Regions from separate parts of the Zea mays genome. Here region 2 is linked to region 1. Evidence: chromatin contacts called from public Hi-C data. All regions are on one chromosome and are shown on one strand. Each heading gives the region's core, a stretch centred on a gene start, on an enhancer-like site or on the middle of the called end of the contact. The rest is flanking DNA. Distances are from core to core; before and after follow the strand shown.

The links. Hi-C and Micro-C count contacts between places; a contact is called where the count stands out from the background.
Region 2: a Hi-C map of tassel shows a contact between it and region 1, with 6 times the contacts expected there. The contact joins the enhancer-like site here to the promoter of LOC100194144 in region 1. A contact is called at or near these places in 4 of 25 Hi-C or Micro-C datasets (bundle sheath, leaf and tassel).

Annotation. Positions count from the first base shown.
Region 1 is chr3:107,862,851-107,869,365 of Zm-B73-REFERENCE-NAM-5.0, reverse strand. LOC100194144 reads right to left here and starts at 2,514. Exons shown (of 1, transcript NM_001139195.1): 1 at 1,641-2,514. The coding sequence starts at 2,508. The coding sequence ends at 1,723. LOC103650301 (CSC1-like protein RXW8) reads right to left here. Exons shown (of 12, transcript XM_008675906.3): 8 at 6,470-6,515; 9 at 5,870-6,149; 10 at 5,435-5,710; 11 at 5,125-5,358; 12 at 4,409-5,039. The coding sequence ends at 4,719. It overlaps LOC103650300, which reads left to right. Exons shown (of 2, transcript XM_008675905.3): 2 at 142-794. The coding sequence ends at 570.
Region 2 is chr3:108,174,356-108,180,870 of Zm-B73-REFERENCE-NAM-5.0, reverse strand. No RefSeq gene overlaps it. Among protein-coding and RNA genes, the nearest start is that of LOC103650299, 110 kb to the right of the region's middle. Within about 2 kb of position 2,715, at least 15 of the 20 cell types and tissues checked have an H3K27ac peak or open chromatin away from gene starts, as enhancers often do. A contact at or near this core is called in bundle sheath, leaf and tassel, where this site is marked.

The DNA.
Region 1 (6,515 bases), core at 1,265-3,764:
GGATCTGTTTGGCCACTTGTGAATATTTTTAGTAGTAAAACTGCAAGCTCTACTATCCAAATGCATAGAAAACCATATTTATTGTACTGTTTCAAATCTTGTTTCAAACATATTATCTTATGTTCACTATTTCACTCATAGGTTCATACAAAAAGGAGAAACAGGCTACTTCATGATAGGATGAGAGACCTTGTGTTTGTTAAATTTAACTCCAAGCTAAGGGGAAAGAAGGAGAGAATAGACAAAGATCCTTTAGAGAGGGAAGTAGATGATGTTGTTGGTGATGATGACAATGAATTCATTACTGGTATTGTACCTCTTCCGAATGATGTTGTTGAACCAGCGCAAGATGGAAGATCACAGGGAGAACAAACATCACAAGCACAAGTTCAAGTACAAGCAAAAAGAAAGAGGTCTATGAAGCCTAGAAAGAAGTTAAGAAGCCTCCAGTCTCTGATGCGTGATGTTCAAGTTCAAGTGCAGCAGTCCTCATCAGATTCAGAAGATGGTGACATTGCAATGGAATCCTCTGAATCTGATAAGTCTCCACATGCCTTTGATTCTGATTGATGCTAGATTACAATGTTATATTTGACCTTGTGGACAGTCATTTTGGGTGAACTGTGAACTAAACTAATGATCTCAATGTCTTGGAGCTTAGACATTTTGTTTTAAGTTAAGCTGAGCTCAGACATTTTGTTTTAAGTTAAGCTGCTCAGACATTTTACGGCAGTCATGTATAGAGCTGAACTCCTATATGTATGACAATATGTATGACTATCAAATTTGTTGTCTATTCATCTGTGTCAAATTTATACTCTATTTTTTTTTTTTTGCAAATCCGCTAAAATGTTTAGCTTCCGCTATAGCCGGTTATAGCTGGACTTAGCTGTTCTGGAACCCAGCCGCTAAACCTCTTAGCCCGCGATTTAATACACTGGGATGTGGGGAGAGGTGGAAGGAGTATTTCGCAAAATTGGTTGTTGCCATCGGATGTGTAATAGACGCTCTAGATTTAATATGCGCATATGAGTACGGTACCGGTTTGAGCACACTATACATGTACTAGATTTAATATGCTCATTGATCTTGTTCGTTCAGCCTGTTGGTGCATGAAAACGCCACTATATATTCACCTATACAATACATTTATATTTGATTGACCGGAGGAAGAAAAAAATCTAGCACGCAAAAAAATCTAGCGGACTGTTTATCTTCCCACCGCTCTAATCAAGGACATAAACAGTCCGCCGGGCGGGTTTCTAAAAAACGACATGGCAGGAAGTGAGAGAGATGGGAGGCCATTTTAGCAAAAAGGCAGGAGAGAGATGAGATAATTGTAAGACACTGGATCTTAAATGAAAGGACAGGATTTAATCCGTATGATTGGTTTCCTGGCCGGCTGTGTCCAGGCCCGTGGGATGCGTTGACCGTAGCTGCTGACTGTAGTTGCGTGTTTGATTGTTTACCTGCACAGCACTATCCGAGCCGGTATGCGTCGGTGCAGGTCAGATCTAAAAAGGGCTCGTTCACTTGCATGCCCAGGGCGCGGGGAATCGGCCGTATCCCGCGGGACAGGATTAGGCGAGCCTGCATGCGCTCGCGCATACATCCAATCATACGAAATATGTGTATGATGTGTACCAGCAGATCATGTGCACTAGATATGTTGCCAAAATAAAAAGCTCTGCAACATATATATGCAATGGGTCGATATATATTTTAGTATGGCTTAACGCCGTCGTAGTTCCCCGGCGGCCAGTAGCTGCACATGATGATGGTGTCGCCGCTGTTGCACTTGATGCGTCCGCAGCCGACGCTGGTGGTGGTCTTCCAGACGACGGCCTTGTAGTGGCCGCACATCTTGCCGGGGTCGCAGGTGTCTGAGTTGTAGTGGTAGTTCTTCTTCTCCTCGCTCCAGCCGTCCACGGTGATCTTCCAGGTCAGCCCCGGGGTGCCCTCCATCAGGTTCTCCCCGTACGGCGACGACGAGTGGATCTGCTGGCAGTTGCCCTTGAGCGTCTCCGCGTACTGCTGCGAGAACCTGGCCAGCGTCGCGTTCCACACCAGCGGAGGCACGTGCTCCTTGGCGCGGAACACGTTGTGCTCGTTCACGATCTCCTCGATCGCCTTCCCGTTCAGCCCAACCTCTGGGTCGCCGTCGGGGTCCAGCCCGCCGCCGCCTGAGGAAGCCTTGCCGGTTGCACCGCCGTAACCCCCGCCGCCTGACGAAGGAGTCGTCGTCGTCTCCTCAGCGGCAGGCGTGGATGGCGCTGCCTCGCTAGGGGTGGAGTAACCGCCGCCTGACGAAGGGGTCGTCGTCTCCCCAGCGGCAGGCGTGGATGGCGCTGCCTCGCTCGGGGTGGAGTAGCCGCCGCCGCCGCCTCCGCCACCGGCCTCCAACCCGCCGTAGCCTCCGCCTCCGCCTCCGCGGAAAGTCTTCTCCGCCGCGGCGAGACGGCCAGAGAAGAGGAGCAGGCAGAGCACGGCGGCTATTGTCATCGTCATGGCTCGGCGACGCATCATGCGGCATTCGCCTCTGTTCCAATCCAGATGCATGCTCTTTGTAGCAACGAATCGCTGCTATTTTTTGGCCGGCTATGCATGCATGCCACTGAAAGCTGGACACGTGCGCTGCTATTCTTCGACGGCCACGCGACCCATGCCGTCGACCGCGCGCCAGACCACACGGTCCTTGCTCGACTGGGCCCAACCCAAACGTCTTCTCCTGCCTTCAATAAGTGGGCCTCATGTAGGAGTATATCAGAATGGCCCATCTTGTAGAGCCATGCCTCCAGCATCCTGAAAATAATTTGCTAGTAAATGAAAACATCCTGGCTGAAATACATAAAGTAGTAGTGATTCATAGCTCCTCAGAAACCAATGATATAGATCACATCTTGATACATTACATGACAGGGAAAAATCGTAAAAACCACCTCTAATACCACTTGAATTTTATAACACTCTCGGAAAACCATCTCTTAGAGCATCTCCATTAGCTCTGAAAATATTTATCCTAATACATAAAAATTGGAACCTCTTAAAAATTTAGTTCCTAAAAAAATTTGTTAATACTCCAACAACTCCCAAAAGGAAATCGCTCGTCCTTTGCGTCCAACAACTCCAACAACATCTCCATTAGCTCAGAGTTCAGCCGGAGTCGCTCGTCCTTTGCGTCCAAATCGATCTACTCGTGGATGTATTTCCGCTTGGGAGGAGGCAAGCTGGGCGGCCTCGTCCTTGGAGCAATCGAACTCCACAGAGAGGGAAGCGTACCGTTGCTCGAGGAGGGAGCAGGTCTGCTCGACAGGGACGCAGCGCCTCGCGCGATACCTGCTGCCGAAGCTCACGGATGGCGCCAAAAGGAAATCGCGCGAATTGGAAAACTAGCGGCGGATTGGGAGCACGGTGCCTGCCTGCCCGGCGAATATTTGCGCCGCGTGTGGGGTGATATACGCGTGCGGCAATTTAAGGAGCACAGCTAGAAAACGGTTGGAAAGGTTTTTTTTTCTCTAAAAAGAGGATTGAGATTAAGGTTTTAAGGAGCTATTACAGATGCACTTTAGTGTGTTCGAAAATAAGTAGATTGGAGGGGATTGATGTTGCTATAATCTATTACTATTCAAAATTAAATAGTAAGAGATTGTAGCTTCCTCAATCATCTTCATTACACTTGTCACTTGCTCCCAAACAGACCTTTACAGTAAAAACCATCTTTAAAGACATGTTCCGTTGAAAATGCTACCAGTCGGAACCAATTGAGAAGCAAACTAGTTGGGAAACAAAGGAGTTGAAGAGGATTGAAGGTTTGTTAGAATAGTAATAAGATTTTAGGCTCCTCAATTCCATCCAATATCCTTTCCAAACAAATCCTCGGGGAGCTAAAATCCTCTTCCATAGGATGGAGATTTTAGCTAATTCAATTCTCTTTTCCGTTAGAGCTAGAACTAGTTTGGGAGTCAGAGGCTTGAGAGGCTTAAATCCTCTTTATATTTAAATTAAATATAAATATAATTTTAGACTCTCCAATCTACTTGTTTCCAAATTAGTTTTTATGGTTTATAACCTACGCTATAAGGGTCTCTTATGATCTTTTATGGTTTATAACCTACGGTATAAGGGTCTCTTATGATTGCATCGCGTAATTCTACTTTCAATAAAAAAAACGTGGTAAGACGTCGCCAAGGTCATGTTCTTAAAAAAAGGAATATGATACCCAACAGCTGCAGATATGCAGATACCAGCTCAATGCTACATGTTAAGAACCTCCACACCTGCTGCTCGACAGCATGGACTAACATGCTTACAGCTTGTCAGACAAACCAATTAGTATAATTCTCAATACCTCAATATGATTGGCGCATGAAGACTAACAGACCTGCTAAAGTTGCGAGGCTCAAACACAAACCAATGGAGAGGAGGACATTATACATCTAGATCACTTTGGCCACATTAATCTCTTACAACAAAACCATGAGCATTAATTTCATCAACGTGCAAGGCTAAGGTTTGGGTAGCTGAATCTGCCAGATAACCCGCAGAACCAACAAACTCATCCATGCGACAAAACAAAATTGCACCTCAACACTCATGATGATGTTCTCCCACAGACTTCTACATTAGCCCTTCTCTCTTCTAAGGGAACGATCGTATATGCATGTATGCCTCTGTACATTTATATAGCCAACAAGCAAAGGGGGTTGGCGGCTAACTAATTATCCGATTTTCTGTTCTGATAAACCTCTTCTCTGCAATCTGATCAGGAAAGTAACCGACCTCACGGCATGCCGGAGGCGGTTAACAGGGAGTCCTTTTAGTGTAGGGTGAGCCAGGTGCTTCTTGGGATCCTCGCACGTTTCTTTAACACTGGACTGACCCGAGCTAGAGCCTTGCTCCTCATCCCCACCAACGATTTCAATTTTATCCAAGGGCACATCTACAGTGTCAGCGAACTGGCAATAAGCAGAATGAAGTCCGTGGTGAATTTCATCCATTCTTCCTGATCGTTCATCTTCCCTGTCCATGTCGATTAAATCCTGCACAATCACATTGCAGCAGTCAACATCACAAGATAGCAACTGACATTTCAACATGATATTATTAAAGAACTAACGTTATTACCTGTGCTGGAAAAGTCTTGAATAATGGAAGAAGCCGGTTTCTGCAGTACTGGTTAAACAAAAGAGTAAGGATGATAAGAGGTACAGTGAAGCCTGCAGCTACCGGCGATTCTTTAAGGCCAAATACACCAAGGCAGATGATCTGGGTGAGCACAAGTGAGAATATGACTGTGTTGTATGCAATTGGCCAATACAAACCACCTGTGTCATACCTTGTTCGATACACATTGAGCAACTGAAAAGAATAGTATATTAGCATGCTACAGATAAATTTGGGGTAAATAACAAGGATACATCCTCTAGCTTCTCACCTGATTGCGGTATACAACATAACCAAGACAAAAGTACACCAGCAGAAAAGGTAAGATCAGAGGAGCCAGCACAGAAAATGTGAAGCCCAATAGTCCAAACAACAGAACTTTTGGTACTTCTGTGTGGTAAGGAAACGAGGGAACGAATTCTGTATCTTCTCTCATTCTCAGAACGTATTTGATTATAAAGTTCCATATCAGACCAAAGAGTTGCATAACTTCAGATGACAAACTAGCCCATCCTGAGGTCAGGACATAGGTGATGAAGAAAGTGGCCTGGAGTAAAATTAGATTTGCAGAAAAGCAAAAGAAATATTAGATGAAAATTAAATACAGAACAAATATAGTATATTTGCATATGCAAGAAATTTATATATCTTAGCCAAGATCTTGTTCTTTATATAGCATGAACCGGAAAAAAAGAATGTGATTTACCTGTCCAGGTACAGCTTTAGCAAGCTGGACAGGTATGTCCTTTGGGCTTGATAACACATTCAATTGACTAATGACAGTACCAGATAATACATTAGCAAAGAATATGTTCCAAACTGTAAAGTACAGCACTTTACAGCAAGCACTTCTCTTCCTTTCACTGTGAGATGTAGGGCCCTCCAATGTAGAAAACAGCATCATAATTGGAGCAACAATGTACAGGAAGATTTGCAGTATGACACTGGGAAGGTACCCAGTTACTAGCTGAGTCATGTAGTATTTCCTGCACATAAATAACAGTTAATAGGTATATTGTGGAGACAGATAAATGAATAGCGTCTAGCAATGTTTTCAAGTCGTCCGATTAATCATGATTATTCGCGATTAATCGTCCAAGTCGGTTTGGACCAATTACAATTAATCGTCCAAGTCGTCCGACTAATCGTGATTAATCGCCCTAGTCGGTCAGCCAGAACGACCAGTAAGTCGTCCGACTTGAAAACATTGGCGTCTAGCAACATGAGATCACAGCATATGTCAAACTCTATCAAGATGATTTTTATACTGTCATTAGGGGAGCACAACTGGAAGTTCTGTACTCACTTCTTCAATATTCCTCTTAGGAAAGGAAGCCTCTGCTGCAACTGCT
Region 2 (6,515 bases), core at 1,466-3,965, 310 kb before region 1:
TAAACCATATCAAACACCTTATGTCTCTTTGTTTCAACAAGCTTAACTGAGAGGTCCACAAGATTAGTTATGTCTTTGAATCTATCATCTTTTCTTATGCCATCAATATAATTGTCAATTTTATTATCAATTGCTGCATTAGGATTTATAAAGCCAAGATATATCTCTTCAGTTGTCTTATGTGACATAGAACCCACATGTTTTAGAAGTGCTTCAAACCCTTTATTCGAATTATTCCAACCATCTGAAGTAAATGCAGAAGTCCCTTTGCCCTTATTTGCTTTACTTTTGAATAAGTAGCACATAAAGCAAAATGCAGCATCTTTCTTGACACTATATTCAATCCAAGGAAAATTTTGAAACCACACAAAATTAAAATGGTGATCTCTATCTCCAATTTTCCTATTTGGGAATTCATGTGCATATGGTTGAAATGGACCTCTAAGAATATATGCTCTTCGAATTGCATCATGATCATTAGCAAGGTAACTTGCAATAGGTTGTCTTTCACCTGGATCATGTGGAAGACGACTGACATCATAAAGTGTTGGCGGTGGCGGTGCAGATGGCATTGGATTCACAATTTCTTCATTTATCATCTCTTCCTCTTATTCTTGAGGTGTCGACGCAATAAACTTCTGTTTCTTTGCAGCATGATTGCGAAAAAGAGAGGCAATATCTCCCTGCTTCTTCATATTTTAGTCACTACAAAAATAATGATAGTGAATCAATAATCAATAAGAAAAAAATCAACAGCAGGGCCAAGGGCGTGATGTTCCTGTAGGCTGCGGCCTGCGCACCTGTACGCGGGGAACTAGATCTGGGGAAGGGCAGTAGGGCACCACCGCGCGAGCCGATCGGGCAGGCGAGCAAGATGTTAGACGTGAGGAACGACTGCCAGAACGCCGAGATGCCAGCTGCCCAGCCAAGGTGCCAGCCGCCAGGAAGTCAGGAACGCGACTACGCGAGATGCTAGGCGCCAGGTCTCCAGGAACGTAGAAGTTGGAAAGTCACGTAGAAGATGGAAACGAACGGATGGCCGGGGTGGGTCCCCAGTGGGCCTGGCTTAGGGTGTGCCAGGGCTCACCGGGACCCCCTGTGGGTCCGCCCCTACCTAGACCTGCCCCTACGCGGGTCCAGGTCCGACGTCATTAGCCTTATCGATGGGGTCCGGACTCGTAGGCGCAGCTCCCGAGCGTCTTCCCCTCTAGGACACGTGGCGGACCCGGACGTTGCGTAGGTCTAGGTCCGACGTCATCGGTCCTATCGATGGTTTCCGGACTCCCGGGCGCAGCTCCCAGGCGTCATCCCCTCCGGGTAGAACCATCGAGGTGCGATCAACGTCGCCGTCCCCCAAAACCACTTCATGAAACACCTCGTAGTGCGCTGTTGGTACCTAGCACCGACAATATTAATATTCTAGGTAGAGACCGAATAATGTTGACTGATGAAGTCTTCAGCCAAATCTAATCTCACTCAACAGTACGTATACCTCAGTGCTCAATTAAGCGAATATAGGAGTACTAAACAAAAGTAGTAATTCGGGCACTAAACTGCTAAGCGCTGCTGGCTGAGCAGAAAAAAGATGCAGGTTGGCGTGTGCACACATTGCAAACAAACTACTGGCAGACTAATGCGTGGCACATCATTCAGGCCACTACTGAAGAAGCATTAGCAGCTGATTCTGCAGTAGCGCTCACTTGATGTTCTTTTTAAAAAAAATTGCTGCTACTTTTTGATGCAGCCTACACACTACTACAGTCCTCCATCTCACTGTTCGTGAGGGCTATAAATATTTCCTTTTTCTAGAGACGAAGAGGCTTTACATTTGTCAGCATGCTGCTTTATCCTCCTAAAGTGTGAGCAATGATTGGGATTGGCACCCACTTGAGGTAGGGTTTTTCTCCTTGTCCCCCGTGGAGACCGCAGGATTAGCAGCTGCACTGTGCTTGCTTTCTGCGTGCAAGTTGATATGGAGTTCTGCTGCACTGTCCAGTAGTGTTTTCAGATCACAGTGCCCTCCATTTCTGGTTCCAGCAGAAAATGAATACGCTAGATGCGCGTAGATAATTAGCCCCTTTTGTTTCTGTTTTTTTGAGTTTTTGGCCACCAGAAGCTGATGTAGATTGTCAAACACTTAGTTTTTCAGTCCGCTTATATAATAATCGATTTGGTAAAAATCATCCAAAATCACGTGAACACAGAATTGGTCGAGTCGCTGCAATAGTAGGAATCTATCACTTTCTAGATTCTGAACCACACATTAATCTTTCTCCGCACGCAATCTCTACTATACTTAGATTCTCCTCACAACTAGATTTTCTCCACAGCCAGATTATCAGAAAAGTTTATAAGAAAAAAGCTGAACTAAACATGGCCAATATATTAGCATGATGGTATCGGTAATCTATCATTGACCACTGCTCCATGTCAACTCTGAACAGAGACACTGGTTTATGTCAACTCTGCACAGGAAACTGACGAAACTAGCATGGCTTGCCGGCCGGTACATGTCAATCTCTTGACAGCAACTGGTTAAGCCGATATGGTTTACAGATCATATCTAAAACAGAATGGTTTACTGATCACTTGCCTGGAGCCTGGAAGTGTGTGTGTGGAACACATTTGTGTTGAGTTAGTGCTCGGCCGAGCCGGGTCGGATCGGGTCGAGCCGGACAGACGGGCCAGTATGAATGAACTGGGCAGGCCTATATGAGTCCCTGTCTCTCTCAGCTCTTGATTCTGAAACGGCTAGTGGACGTGCTGGGCTTGACTGGGCCACACCTGACCAGCACATCATTTTTGACCAGCAGCACAGCACGCACAAAGAAAATTCCTGCACAAGACAACTGAAGAAAGAGAGAGAGAGCACAGGATGCCCGAGAATTTTGCTCATTGCACTGCACTCACGTACCAATCAGCTTTGTTGTGATTGGCAGTGAGCATGCAGCAGCTGGGGCATGGAGCTCGCGAGCTGCCGTACTTTGATAAATATTATTACATTATAAAATAAATTAAAAATATATAAGTGTTGAATATAAAATTATCATTCAATATTATGAGTAAATCTAAATTATGTATCATTATATATTCATCATCAAAAGCTTTGAAACAAGTTTATTATCTAAAGAATTATTTAACATCCATAGCTATTTTACAGATTAATTAATTTGGCATAACTCGCTAGCCGGCTTGCGAGTCTCGAGCTTTTTTCTGACCCTAGCTTATATCCCCAACAATAATACACATGCATCTCACCCCTCTCCTTTATATTATCCCAATGCATCTGTGAGTTGAAATAAATTTGGATGTGTCACACCCGGATTTAAGAGCAGATCCGGATGTATCTCATATGTGCGCCAAAGTCAAATATCACACATACAGTGAATCAATGTATATAGACGAATGTCATAATTTTTATTACATAACGAGAATGTTTTACAAAATAACTGATAATAAAATAATTCGAACTAAGATAACTATCTTCACGGCGCCATAGTTGACTGGAGACGACGCCTAGATCTCGTCGTAGTAGTCCTCCTCTGGCGATACATGTTCTTGATCTGATAAGATTATAGCAACGGTGAGCTCCCATATGGTCGTCACTCAACAAGTGTGAGGAAAAGTGTAGTGTAAGGCTTACCAAGGAATTTGGTTAAGGCTGAGCATAACTTTTAATTAAGTTGGTCAAAATTTTATTAGCAATTACTAAGTATAAGTATATATCAATCCAATTAAATACTTGATCAATATAGAAATATCATATAATGATCCCACAATGCAAAGCATGACATGTTTAAATTTAGTTCCATAAATTACTCATGTGAGGGTCTGAGCCGCTTATGACCTTGAGCATGGGTGATATATTAGTTTTACACTCTATAGAGGTGACACATCGTTACCCACAAGTTGTGATTCCCTTATTTGCCTTAGGTTGCAGGATTGTTAAACGCTACTAAGGTGAGTAGGCCAGGGCTCACTACGAGGCATTTACAAAGTTACACTAGCATGAGAAAAAGCGCACGGTTTCAAAACGAAGGAAACATATTCCTTTTTCCATGGTCTATAACCCCATCGCTGTAATTACAGCCAACACTATTCACTATCTCCACGCTTGTCCCTTTCGGGAAAGGATTATATCACACTAGCTTTCTAATTACTTGGCCAAGACTAGAGCCATATAGTCCTTGTGATTGCACTATTGTCTCGGGTGGTCGCTCCATGTTCCAATTAACAAAATGATCTTATCACGTATATAATAATAAAGCCAACAACAATAATAAGACATGATCATAGTGCATATATAACATTAATCCCAAAACCAGGTAAAGCAATAGCAAAACTACTCAATAATTCATTTGTATGCAAGATGTAGGATAAACAAAACTAGGTAACCTATTAGGTCCCATCAGGTTTAACCTAACTATGCCATGATGATTAACAAAATCATGATTATTATTGGGGACTTGTTCTAAAATGCTATGAGTTAAGAACAAGGCAACACGAAGTATTAAATGTTAATGTCCTTCGTCCTTCGAAGCATTATTTCCCTCAGGATATAACGATCTTCGGACGAAGGTCATGAAGGACGTACCTTCATCATCACGGTATATATTTATGAAAGACAAAGCATGTGAAACATGAAAGATAATATGAATAATCATGTAACATCATTCACATATCTTCATTATATAAACTTGGATAAATATAAAGGCAATATTTTAATTACATTTATACCTTCGGCTTGATATAAGGCAAAAATCCGAGTGTTACGCACGAGCGAATACAAGATAGCGTGAACAGTACAGGGGTACTATTCATCTATTTATAGGCACAGGACACAACCTGTGAGAAATTACATTCGTGCCCTTTTCAAATGATTACAATCATAACACAAGCTATCATGGGCTGATTGGTCATTTCATCTTTAAGTCGGTGCATCTGGAAATATACTCCGAAGCTCTCTGATTAATAGCTTCGGCTTTGTGTCCAACTTTCAAAGGTGTTTCTTCTTATTGGACCTTCGGCGACGAAGCAGACCCCTAACAGTAGCCCCTTCACGGTGCCAGATCGTTTTTCGTAACGAGCTCGACCCGTGAAAAATTCTCTCAGGCTTCGGAATGCCGAATGTCCGAAAAACACCTTCCCTCAGCTCGTTGTCGAGAAACGATTTAAATATTCCGAGTGAAGGGTGGTCCCAGCATACAACGGGTACGCGTGATTTGGTGATTCATCTTCTTGGGCACTATGGTCCACCGTTTAGTGGGTGCGAGCGACTGTTCGGTGGGTGCGAGCGGCTTGACGATTCACCTTCTCACCTGCAGCACTATATAAACAGACGGGTAGGTGTGAAGTTACCACAACATTTACTGCCATTGTTCTGTTGTGCTGCCGAAAAATTTGACCACAGCCAAAGCTCATTCACCGCATTCTCAATCGAAGTATCATTTTACTTTAGCTTCGTCACAAGAGAGAGAGCTTCGAAAAAAACAAAAAACATTCAACTTTGCCAAAACGCGAGAAATTCAGCATTAAATGGCCAGGGTGCGCTCGACAGCTAGGATAACCCGTGACGAAGAGGAGACCAAAGCTACTGAGACTGCGCCAATCTCCGAAGTTATGAGGTGGTCGAGACTGGTTGTAACGGAGGGCGTTTCTGACGAAGGTGCACCTGCTACTGAAGCCAAGCAGGCAAATATTGAAGAGGGCGATATTGGTGAAGAAGGGATTGATTATAACACCGCTACGCCATCCAAGCCCAGCCATTTGGATTTTGGGAAGTCGACTATGTCTGAAGCTGACATGCCCATGATGACGAAGCTAGGCTACTTCAGTGAAGCCGAGAAGAAGTTGATTCGCTTTGGCGGGGAAGAGACTATCCCGAAACCATAAAGTGATGAAGTGGTAGTTTTTAAGAGCTTCTTCAAAGCAGGGTTGAGGTTTCCTCTGCACGGAATGATTGCAGACGTGCTAGAAAATTTTGAGATTTATCTTCATCAGCTGACTCCTAACGTTATCGTTAGGCTCAACGTGTTTATCTGGGCTCTCCGAAGCCAAGGAGCCGAGTCGCTTGCCGAACCCTTCTGCCGAGTACACGAACTTCACTATCAGACGAAGGCTAGGGAGGATGGACTGCACGAGAACTTTGACTGTTATAATTTTGCGTACCGCAAGGACATGAAGACACCTATGGTTAGCTACCGCACTAAGTGGCCGACCGGGTGGAAAACTGAATGGTTTTATGTTAAAATTGATAAGAAAAAGGAGAAGCTGGTTCAGAGCCCGCTGGAACTAACCTTCGGGTTGACTAGGCCTCAGTGCAATATGACGCCGGGGGCACCATGCCCAGATGTTGTGGGCGAATTTAGAATTGTATCTGCACATATTGGTACTAGAGATTTAGTTCAGGAATATTTAGCCAACAGAGTATTCCCAACGCTAAGGGAATGGGGTATGCCGAAGCTTAAAGGAGAGAAGAGGAAGAATGAACTCGTCTGGCTGCCCTATCATTTTAA